Regions from separate parts of the Mus musculus genome. Here region 1 is linked to region 2. A link is a contact called in public HiChIP or PLAC-seq data. All regions are on one chromosome and are shown on one strand. The core of a region is the stretch at or near the end of the contact, and the rest is flanking DNA. Distances in the headings are between cores, read along the strand shown.

Region 1 (4,804 bases), core at 1,197-3,696, 480 kb after region 2:
GGGGGTCCCTTATGCATTTCACCCATAGGCAAGTTGGATTCTTCCCTAATTATTAATTTTTTCATATGTAAAATGTTGCAATATCGTGAGGTTCTGGTGCAGAGAAGGTGGGCACTGGGCACGGTCCCTCGCTCACGGTGAGGGCTCGATAAATGTTAAATAAGAATAAAGACGTTGCAGCTGCCGCCTGCATTCCGCTGTGCTTGATTACAAGTTTGCAATACCTGTCTGATACTCCAGAGCACTCTAGCTAGTAAGGAATAAAATTAATAATTAATGACGGAACTTTAACCTAATAACGTGGCCACTCCCAAGGTTTAGCATATTCCAGGAGAAGGCTAATGGCATGCCCGCCATTGTTCACGATGGGAGCGGAGCGGCAAGGCTTCATGCATAATGGATCAGAGTCCCTGCTAACAGCAGAATCACGCACAATAATTTAAACTTGTTTGTATGGAAATAAAGGGCGAGTCTTTGAAGTGCGTCCTAATGAGATGCCGCTTGATCTTCAGTGTGTCCTGGGAGAGAGAGTTCAGTTTTTCCCCCAGCGTCAGGCACATGTTGGTGCATGTAAGAAAGAAAGGGCTGACTTAAATTATGAATGGCCCTCCTTGTCTTTGTGGTGGCAGGTGAGGAAGGCGGGTGTTCATCCGGGGGCAAGAGGCGGAGCAGGAGCTGCTGGGAGAAAACTGTGGGTCTCCAAGGTGGCTTCTGCTTGAGAGACTTGAAGGAAAAACCAGAGCTAGAGCCAATGAGGGCAGGAAAAGAACAGTGTCACTGAGCATCTAAGTCGAAATGAGCTGGTGGCCCTCTCTGAAGGGAGGGGAGCGGGGGCTTGGAGAATGCTGAGGTCCTTGGCTTTTCAGTTCTGCTTACACACACACACTCAACAGGTACATGTGCAGACACACTTCACACATGCACATACAGAGTCAACAGGTACACATGCACACACACACACATGTGCAAGAACATAGACACATGCAAACACATACACACATACACTCACACTCAAACACACAGAGTCAACAAGTGCACATGCATACATATGTCACACATGCACACACATGTACACACACACAAAACATACACACATGCAAACATTCACACACATACATACATCTACACACACATACATACTCACACACAGTCAAACACAGGCACACACGCACAAAAACACATAGCTACATCTACACACATATACACACACTCACATACTCACACTTAAACACAGGCACACATGCACAAACATACACATATGCACACTCAATGGCACACATATACACACTCACACACACATGCATACACTTGCACACACTCACACATGCACACATGAATGAACACACATACACACATGAACGCCCCACCTCTGGTCCCATGAGATCTGAGAGCAGCACAGTGGCAAATGAGTCCTAGCTGACCACCACGGACATCTGAGGTGTCCCAGAAAACTGACCTGACCTGTTAGAAGGCCCCAGGAAGTAAGAGTGTTTTGATTGACAGAGAAAGAGTTTGGTTGTGGTGGTGGTGGTGGTGGTGGTGGTGGTGGTGGTGGTGGTGGTGGTGGTGGTGATGGTGATGGTGGTAGTGGTGGTGGTGGTGTTTCAATCAATGTTTGGCCAAAGTGGTAGCACAGGTCTACAATCCCAGCACTCAGTAGGCTCAGGCAGGAGAATCACAAGTTCAAGACCATGCTGCATTAGAGAGAGGGCGGGACCTTAGCTCCAAAAAAATAAGTGTATAAAATCAATGCTTGTAGAAAAAGCCACGAAAGAGGTGTTCTGTGTCAAGCGACAAGAACATGACAGTGACAGTACTGTGGATGCTGAGCACAAGCTGAGTTAACACTGTAGCATTGCTGCCTGCATGGCCCACGCCGGCTTGCTTTTCTCCCTACCTCTTGTTCTGAGGGCTCTTGAGTGGGGCCTTTGGAGTTCAGGTAACTGTGGCTAGCCTCTGAGAGCAGGCGTGCGTGTGCTCGATTCCTGTGATGTCTGGCAACACAGCCAAAGTGGTGGAGGTCATGTGTTGACATCTCTGTATGGGGCACTAGCCTCAGACATCCTGACATTACCAGTCTAGAAAAATCTCTCACAGACATACCCAAAGGTTTGCCTCCTGGGTGAGTCTAGATTCTGTCAATCTTCCAATCAATATTAACCATGACATCATTCACTGTCAGTGCCCAGAAGCCTAAGCACAGAACAGGAGCAAGCAGGGTGCTGTCCCCAGCCTGCCCCATCCACCTCCGCTGTCACAGAGACTCGCCGAGTCCGTCCTCACCCTGTTGTGCATGTTTCTCCAGGCAAAGCTCTGTGTCACTGCACTTAGCTCAACCAAGTATTATGGGCTGGTGAGATAGCCCAGTGGGTAAAGGAGCTTGCCACTAAGCCTGAGGACCTAAGTTTGATCCCCGGGGACCTACAAGATGAAAGGAGAGAGGTTTGCCTCTGACTTCTATATATACATGCTGTGGCATGCATGAACACACGCACACAAAACAAACCAAGAGTTTCACACAGCGTCCAACCAGCAAAGCTCATTCTAGCGTGGCTAATTCCTTCTGCTGAATAAAGAGGCATCCCTTCCTGTTTTGATGACTAACCCCAGCCATGCGCCAAAAACATCAAAATTAAATAAAATAAACAGATCCCCCAATGGGTCTTTGAGGAAAGGCAAGTTTTTTTAATAATAAAAATCTGTGTGCATTTCACTTCATCGTTACGTGAAGACGTGGGAAGAGCTCAATTTTTACAGTTGCGGGGCTGGGTCTCTGGACAGAGGAAAACCCATCCCTCCCCTTAATTTCTCCCTGACATTATGGCTCTCCAGTTACAAGTTCAAGCTAGCCACACCAGCATCTCACAAGCAGCCTTTTTGTTTCGTTTCTTTAAGAGCAGGACTGGAATTTCTTTGTATTCTACACGACTGGGGGAAACCTACAGGACAGAATCCCACTCGAGATGCCTTCGCAGGATCTTAACCCTGATCCCACCCGAAACGGCCCTGGCCTCAGCTTCACCTATGAGCTCTCTGGCTGGGAGCTTAGATTTCATGCCAATTAACATGTTAATGACATATATCATTTAAAGAACCCATCATAACTTTTACCACATCGTGTTACATCTATTTCCTTGTAATTAAATCAGAATTACAGGGTGTAATTACTTTTCTTTCTCTGAATACCCGTTCCTTTTAGACATTTAAATTCAAGTGCAGGCACTAAAAGACACTTGAAACCAAAAACCTAACAAAAATATTATCAATTAATGAATGCGCTGGGTTTCTCCACTGCTCTGGTTTCTTTTGAACACATTCCTTTCTCTCCGAGTTCTTTATATGACACAGAGTGATTGGCCATATCTAGTCAAACATTCTGTCAACCCTCTTAAGTCCTCAGGGCCCTAGTCTCCATTAGCATGCAATGTTCTCACGTGTAAATATAATTACATGTAATTATTAGCGGAAAAGGATCAGATAGGGTTTATTAAGGAAATATCTTGTAATTATGAAAACCCAAGACTTCTCTTCACATGTCAACTCAGCTGAGGATTGGCGTCTGTGAGATCCACCCACAAAATAATTACACACTTTGATTTCACCTTGGGAAATCAACGGTAAGAAGTCAGGATCATTGCAGAAATGCTTCCTTGTTTAAAAGGCTTGAGAACAAACAAACAAATAAGCAAATAAATAATCCCGCCAGCCAGAGCAACTCCCTAACGCCTGTGAAAGAAGACAATGTTTTGGTTACCAACACTTTCTACACTTTTCCTTTTACTTCTTTTTAAGATTTATTTTTGATGGTGTGTGTGTGTGTGTGTGTGTGTGTGTGTGTACATGGGCATGCATATGCACGCTAAAGGGAATGCCGTGGGGGAAGGGAGAGGGCATTCCAAATTCCCTGGCCATCTGGTGTAGGCATTGGGAATGGAACTTCCTCCAGGACTCTGTAAAAGCAGTGAGCTGCTCTTCACTATTGAGCCATCTCTCTGGACCACCTGTATAACATTTCTAACTTTACATTTTAAAGCTTAAAGTTCTGTTTTTGATTGGTTGGTTGATTGATTGATTGATTGATTGATTGAGGAGTTTTGATTTAGGACCACATAGCTGTCTCTGCAGTCCTAGGTAGCATGAAACATGCTTTGTAGATGAGGCTCATCTCAAACTCAGAGATCCACCTGCTCTGTCTCCTGACTGCTGAAATTAAAGATGGCACCACTATGTCCCTCCGCGGTTAATGTTTTTAATTTGTGGGTAGGTGCGGTGTGCGCTCATGCACACATGCCTGTGTATGTTTGTGTATAAGAGGAGCTGTCCACTCCGTGACACTCTGCCTTGTCCCCTCAGATATGGTCTCTCATTGAATCTCTAGTGTACCATTTGGTAGGTAGGCTAGCTCACCAGTAAGTCCCAGCCATCCTTCTGTCTCTATGAGTGCCTCAGGGCCTAAGGTTTCAAGCACATGCGGCCATGCCTTGCTTTTACAAGGGTTCTGGGATGGGGGAAGGGAATCCAAACTCAGGTTTGGGTCCTCATGCTTGTATGGTAGGCACTGTCCTCACTGAGGCATCTCCCAGCTTGAACCTCATTCGACCGCTGACTAATACCTAAGAGCACACGAGGAAGCTGCAGGCATGTATAGCTTCTGTGGCCATCTTGTCGGGATACAGGAAGCCACGCCACAGGCCGGCATGTTTGAGGGACATTGTATGAGGACACGGGGAGGGAAGCAACTTCTTTGCTATGGGGAAAGTCTGTGTACTTAGGTCAAGTGACTCGCTCCTTTGTAAATCTTCAG
Region 2 (4,417 bases), core at 255-2,754:
TGTGTGCGTTCAAAATGTAGCCACACATTGATTTTCAGAGGAAAACACTTAAAAAAGAATCTGCAGTGTCTCTGGGGTTGTACACAGGCTTTCGGTGGGGGTGGGGCACAGGAGGAACATTGCAGAGTGAACAGAAAGATGTGGGAGACCCTACCCACTGTGTCATTAACGTGGGTCCTCTGGGGACCTGCCGTCCATTCCCAGTTAGTGAGTGAGCAACTCTGGCCACCTATGAGTGACTGTTATTCTGTTCCCACCATGAGAGGGAGAAGCAGTTGGAAGCACTGGGGGTTCCTGGAGCTTGCTTGTTCCAGCTTGTAAGGATGAATTGCTTGTTGTCTTACCACACCTGCATCCTGTGATGTCAGTGACCTAAAACTGGACATGTATGTGTGTGTTTGTGTGTGTTTGTGTGTTTGTGTGTGTGTGTGTGTCACTACAAGTGGGTGTTGTATTTACACTATGGAAAGAAGTAGCTACACATCACAGCCTTTCCTATCTTCTCCCTTTGCTAAAGCATTTCAAACTGTGGATTATGACCCCCAGAGGGGTCAAGTCAGATATGGGGGAGGGGTAGGAAAAGTTTCATAGCAGTAGAATGTTTCTGAGTGTGCAATGACGGCAAGTTCCTTGAAAATCAACTATGCAGAACACATGTGCGCTTTTGGTCCTGCCCACTGCCGCCCAAGCATGTAACTTCGCTGTTGTTTTCGTCCTGGGAAAGGTTCTAATGCCTGGAAAAGTTCCTCATGTTGTGATGACCCCCCCCCCAACCATAAAATTATTTTCATTACTATTCACAACTTAATTTTGCTTCTGTTATGAGTCGTAATATAATACCTGTGCTTTCCTAAGGTCTTAAACTCCTGTGAAAAGGGTCATTCGGCCCTAAAGGGGTCCCGACCCCCAGGTTGAGAACCACTGCTCTAGAAGCTGGTGATTAAATGGCTTCCTACAGCAGCATTGAGCAGGATTCCTGTACCTCCTAAAATGTGCCTTTCAGAGCATCTCTTGGCTGGACAGAGAAATGCCGTATAAACAAACAGGAGACGCTAAGCACTGTGAACAAGTCATGTGACGAACGAGTGACTGGAACAGGCCATGTGACCAGCGAGTGATGGAAATCAGATATCTTGTGGAGGTGGCAGCTTCAGCCAAGGAGGGCTGAGGCCTGAAAGACTTTGCAGCTACTGCAGTGGGTCAGACAGACACATGGACACTGTTGCATAGCTCTCTGGAAGTGCAATTTTTCCTTGAAGAGAGTATGGATGTTTAAGGACTTCTAAGCTTGTGTTCAGTCTTTCCAATAAATTTTTCCAATAAAGTCTGTGTGGGTGGGATTGCAGAAGTTCCTTGGGAGCCTGGCTTTGGTTTAGTCAGACCTGAGTTTGGCAGCTACCTCTGTTGTTTCCCACTTGACCGTCATCCTGTCTCTTTACTCATGTAAGCTGCACAATGCTCATCTTTAGCAGAGTGATAAGAGTCACATCTGTTTCCATGGTTTTTGTTTTTTAGATCAAATGAGCTACCACATGCAAAGTGCACAGTCACGGTTAGTGCTCTCTCTACAGAGCATTGCAATTCTCTTGTATTGTCAGCCATTTTGTCTGAGCATTATGAGAAAGGCCAGAATGTTCACTCAAAGCCTCCTCCACTTTCCCAGGTCCTGTCATGAGTCAGGGCATGGAATCAGTGCCACTCCTGGGTGCAACTGCTGTGAGAGCCTTTGGGCTTGAGCCTCAGCAATGTTCTGTGTCTTTTTGCTTCCTTGGGTGGTGTGCTAGCTGCTTTTCTGTTGCTATGATAAATACCATGATGAAGACGACTTATAGGACAAAGGAGTTTTTCGGTTGGCTTGTGACTCCAGAGGGATATCATCCATTCTTGTCAAGGAAGTACTAATGTGGGTTATTATTTCATCCACACAAAAGAAGCAGAGAGAGAGGAAGGGGGAGGGGAGGGGGAGGGAGAGGGAGAGGGAGAGAGGGAGAGGGACAGGGAGAGGGAGAGGGAGAGGGAGAGGGAGAGGGACAGGGAGAGGGAGAGAGAGAAAGAGAGAGAGACTCAAGGGAAGTGGAACCAGACACGCCTCCTCCAACAAAGCTGCACATTTTAAGGGTTCTATAGCCTCCCAAACAGCACCATCAACTGGGGACCAAGAGCCCAAGCATATGAGCCTATGGGAAACATGTCACTGTCAATCCACCATGAATGAACAGGAAAAGCAGGAAGAGAGAGACATGGGGCTTGGGTTGTACATTTGAAACACCAAAGCCCACCCTCAGTGACACACTTTCGCCAACAAGGTCACACCTCCTAATAGTGCCACTCTCTGGTGACCAAGCATTCAAATTTAAGAGCCCACAGGAGCCACTCACGTTCATTCTGCCACAGCATCTTACAGAGAGTCCCTTCCAAACAAAGAAACATGGAGATTGCAAACTATCTTTCAGAGAACTCACACCCCACCCTTCTGAGCCTTGCTTGTGCTTGTGGAGGATAACAGCAATCAATTCCTTATCTATCAGATAAATGATATTCTTCTTCCTGTCACCAGCCATGTGTCTGAAAGCTCTTGAAGTGACAATGCATGTACAGGAATTGGATTGCCCTTCATTAGGCAAGTGAGCCATCTCACCTCCTAACGGATTAGATATATTTATAATGATTTCTATACACACCCCCTCCCCTACCCCCTGAGACGTGCATAGAGATGACAACCCAACACTAGGTAAAGAAGAACATATTTAACCCGGTGTTGATCGGTGCCTTAGAAGAGATAGGGATAAGGAAGGCTCTGAGTTCTCCGATGTCTCCTTGTGGCATCAGCTCACTGTTCTGCTGTGTGGTAAACACCACATACAAACCAACTTGCAGGAGGAAAAGTATTCCTTGGATTACACTATATTAAATTACATTGCATAAAGTTTCAGCAGCACACACCGTCACTGAGGGAAGTCAGGGAAGAAACCCTGGAGGTAGGGATTGAAGCAGGGCCTATGGAGGAGTGCTGCTCACTGGCTTGCTCCCCATGGCTTGCTCAGTTTGCTTTTGTCACAACCTAGGGCCACCAGTCCAGGGAAGGCAACATCCACAATGATCTATCTTCTCCTCCATCAATCGTACTCAAGAACATGCCTCAAAGGCAAGCTCATAGGCCAGTCTAGTGAGGTAACTCATCCATTGGGTTTCCTTCTTCCCAGGTGACTCTAGCTTGTTTTATGTGAAAAAAAAAAAAAAACCCTGACCAGCACACCTCTGCTAACTACAGCACCCCAGCTCTGCTAACCACAGCTTCCCAACTCTGCAAACCATAGCACCTTAACTCTAGTAACCATAGTTTCTCAACTTTTCTACTAAGGATGAAAACGTTATCAGGCTAACTTAGGCTGGGGATGTATCATTTATCTCTAGTCAGGTGAGAGCAAGGGAGCGAGGGAAAGAGAGATCATATAAACTTTTTATATTTATAAACATGGAAGCTTATGTGTACTTGTGGGTATTTTGATAACGTGAAAATTTTCCGCCACAGCCTTAGGACTGTTTCTGATATAGTGGAATGTCTTAGAGAGAACATATGCAACACACACACACACACGCACATGCACACATGCACACATGCACAAACCATTGCTGTCCAGCTTTTAAGTTCCTGAGGCCAGAGGTGGATGTTTATTATTTTTTATGGTAGAGTCTTGTGCCCAAGTAGAGTCTTCAGTAGCACAGGTCATTAGAGATGATCCATCAACTACAGCTTGAACATGCTCTGGTCCATTGAGTATGGCATGAACGTGATGCTGTGGACAGTTTCAAGACAGGTATACTGTGTCCTATTTCCTAAATTAGAAACGTGAGGTGATACGTGGGAACAGCCTTTACTCTACACTGTCAAACTTGCTTGTGGTAGACTTGAGGTTGACCCCAGCCCTAAGCCCTGTGATCCGGATATCCCCACTGTGCCTCAATGACCCAGGGCTCAGTGAGAGCTCTGACAAGAGCTTCCTAAACAAACATCTGAGACTTTGCGCTCCTTGATATCCACACAGTACTTGACTGTACAAAGGAAATAGTCTAGAAGAAAGGCACCATGGCATTTAAGAGGATCTTTCTTGGTTCTTGCTTTCCACAATATGAGTTTTGTATTAATCCAGGTCTGGTGTCTTCTTTATGGACCGGTGCCTTCTGAAAATGGCTGTCTGGATCACATGGGTACTTCTTTCAATGGAGCTCATTGCCTGGCTACTCCTTAATAATTTGACCACCATTTCAGTGTGCTAAGTGCTCTGAATGAAAGTAGCCAACTGGGCAAATACATTAGGAACTAAAATGAGTTTGGAATCAGCAGCTCGGACACCTGAGACACCAGCACACTGCATCAATCTAAGTAGTAGCTAGGTGCTGACAGGTAGTGGTGACA

Evidence for each region. HiChIP or PLAC-seq counts read pairs in DNA pulled down with a chosen protein or histone mark.
Region 1: an H3K27ac HiChIP or PLAC-seq map of large pre-B cells shows a contact between it and region 2, with 6 times the contacts expected there. The contact joins two enhancer-like sites. A contact is called at or near these places in 1 of 115 datasets of contacts at active chromatin or transcription factors (large pre-B cells) and 1 of 9 other capture datasets (embryonic stem cells).

What each region holds. Positions count from the first base shown.
Region 1 is chr2:170,009,500-170,014,303 of GRCm38.p6, forward strand. It overlaps a transcript of Tshz2 not described here. Among named protein-coding and RNA genes, the nearest start is that of AY702102, 49 kb to the left of the region's middle. Within about 2 kb of position 2,447, at least 16 of the 459 cell types and tissues checked have an H3K27ac peak or open chromatin away from gene starts, as enhancers often do.
Region 2 is chr2:169,529,382-169,533,798 of GRCm38.p6, forward strand. No RefSeq gene overlaps it. Among named protein-coding and RNA genes, the nearest start is that of Gm34112, 37 kb to the left of the region's middle. Within about 2 kb of position 1,505, at least 6 of the 459 cell types and tissues checked have an H3K27ac peak or open chromatin away from gene starts, as enhancers often do.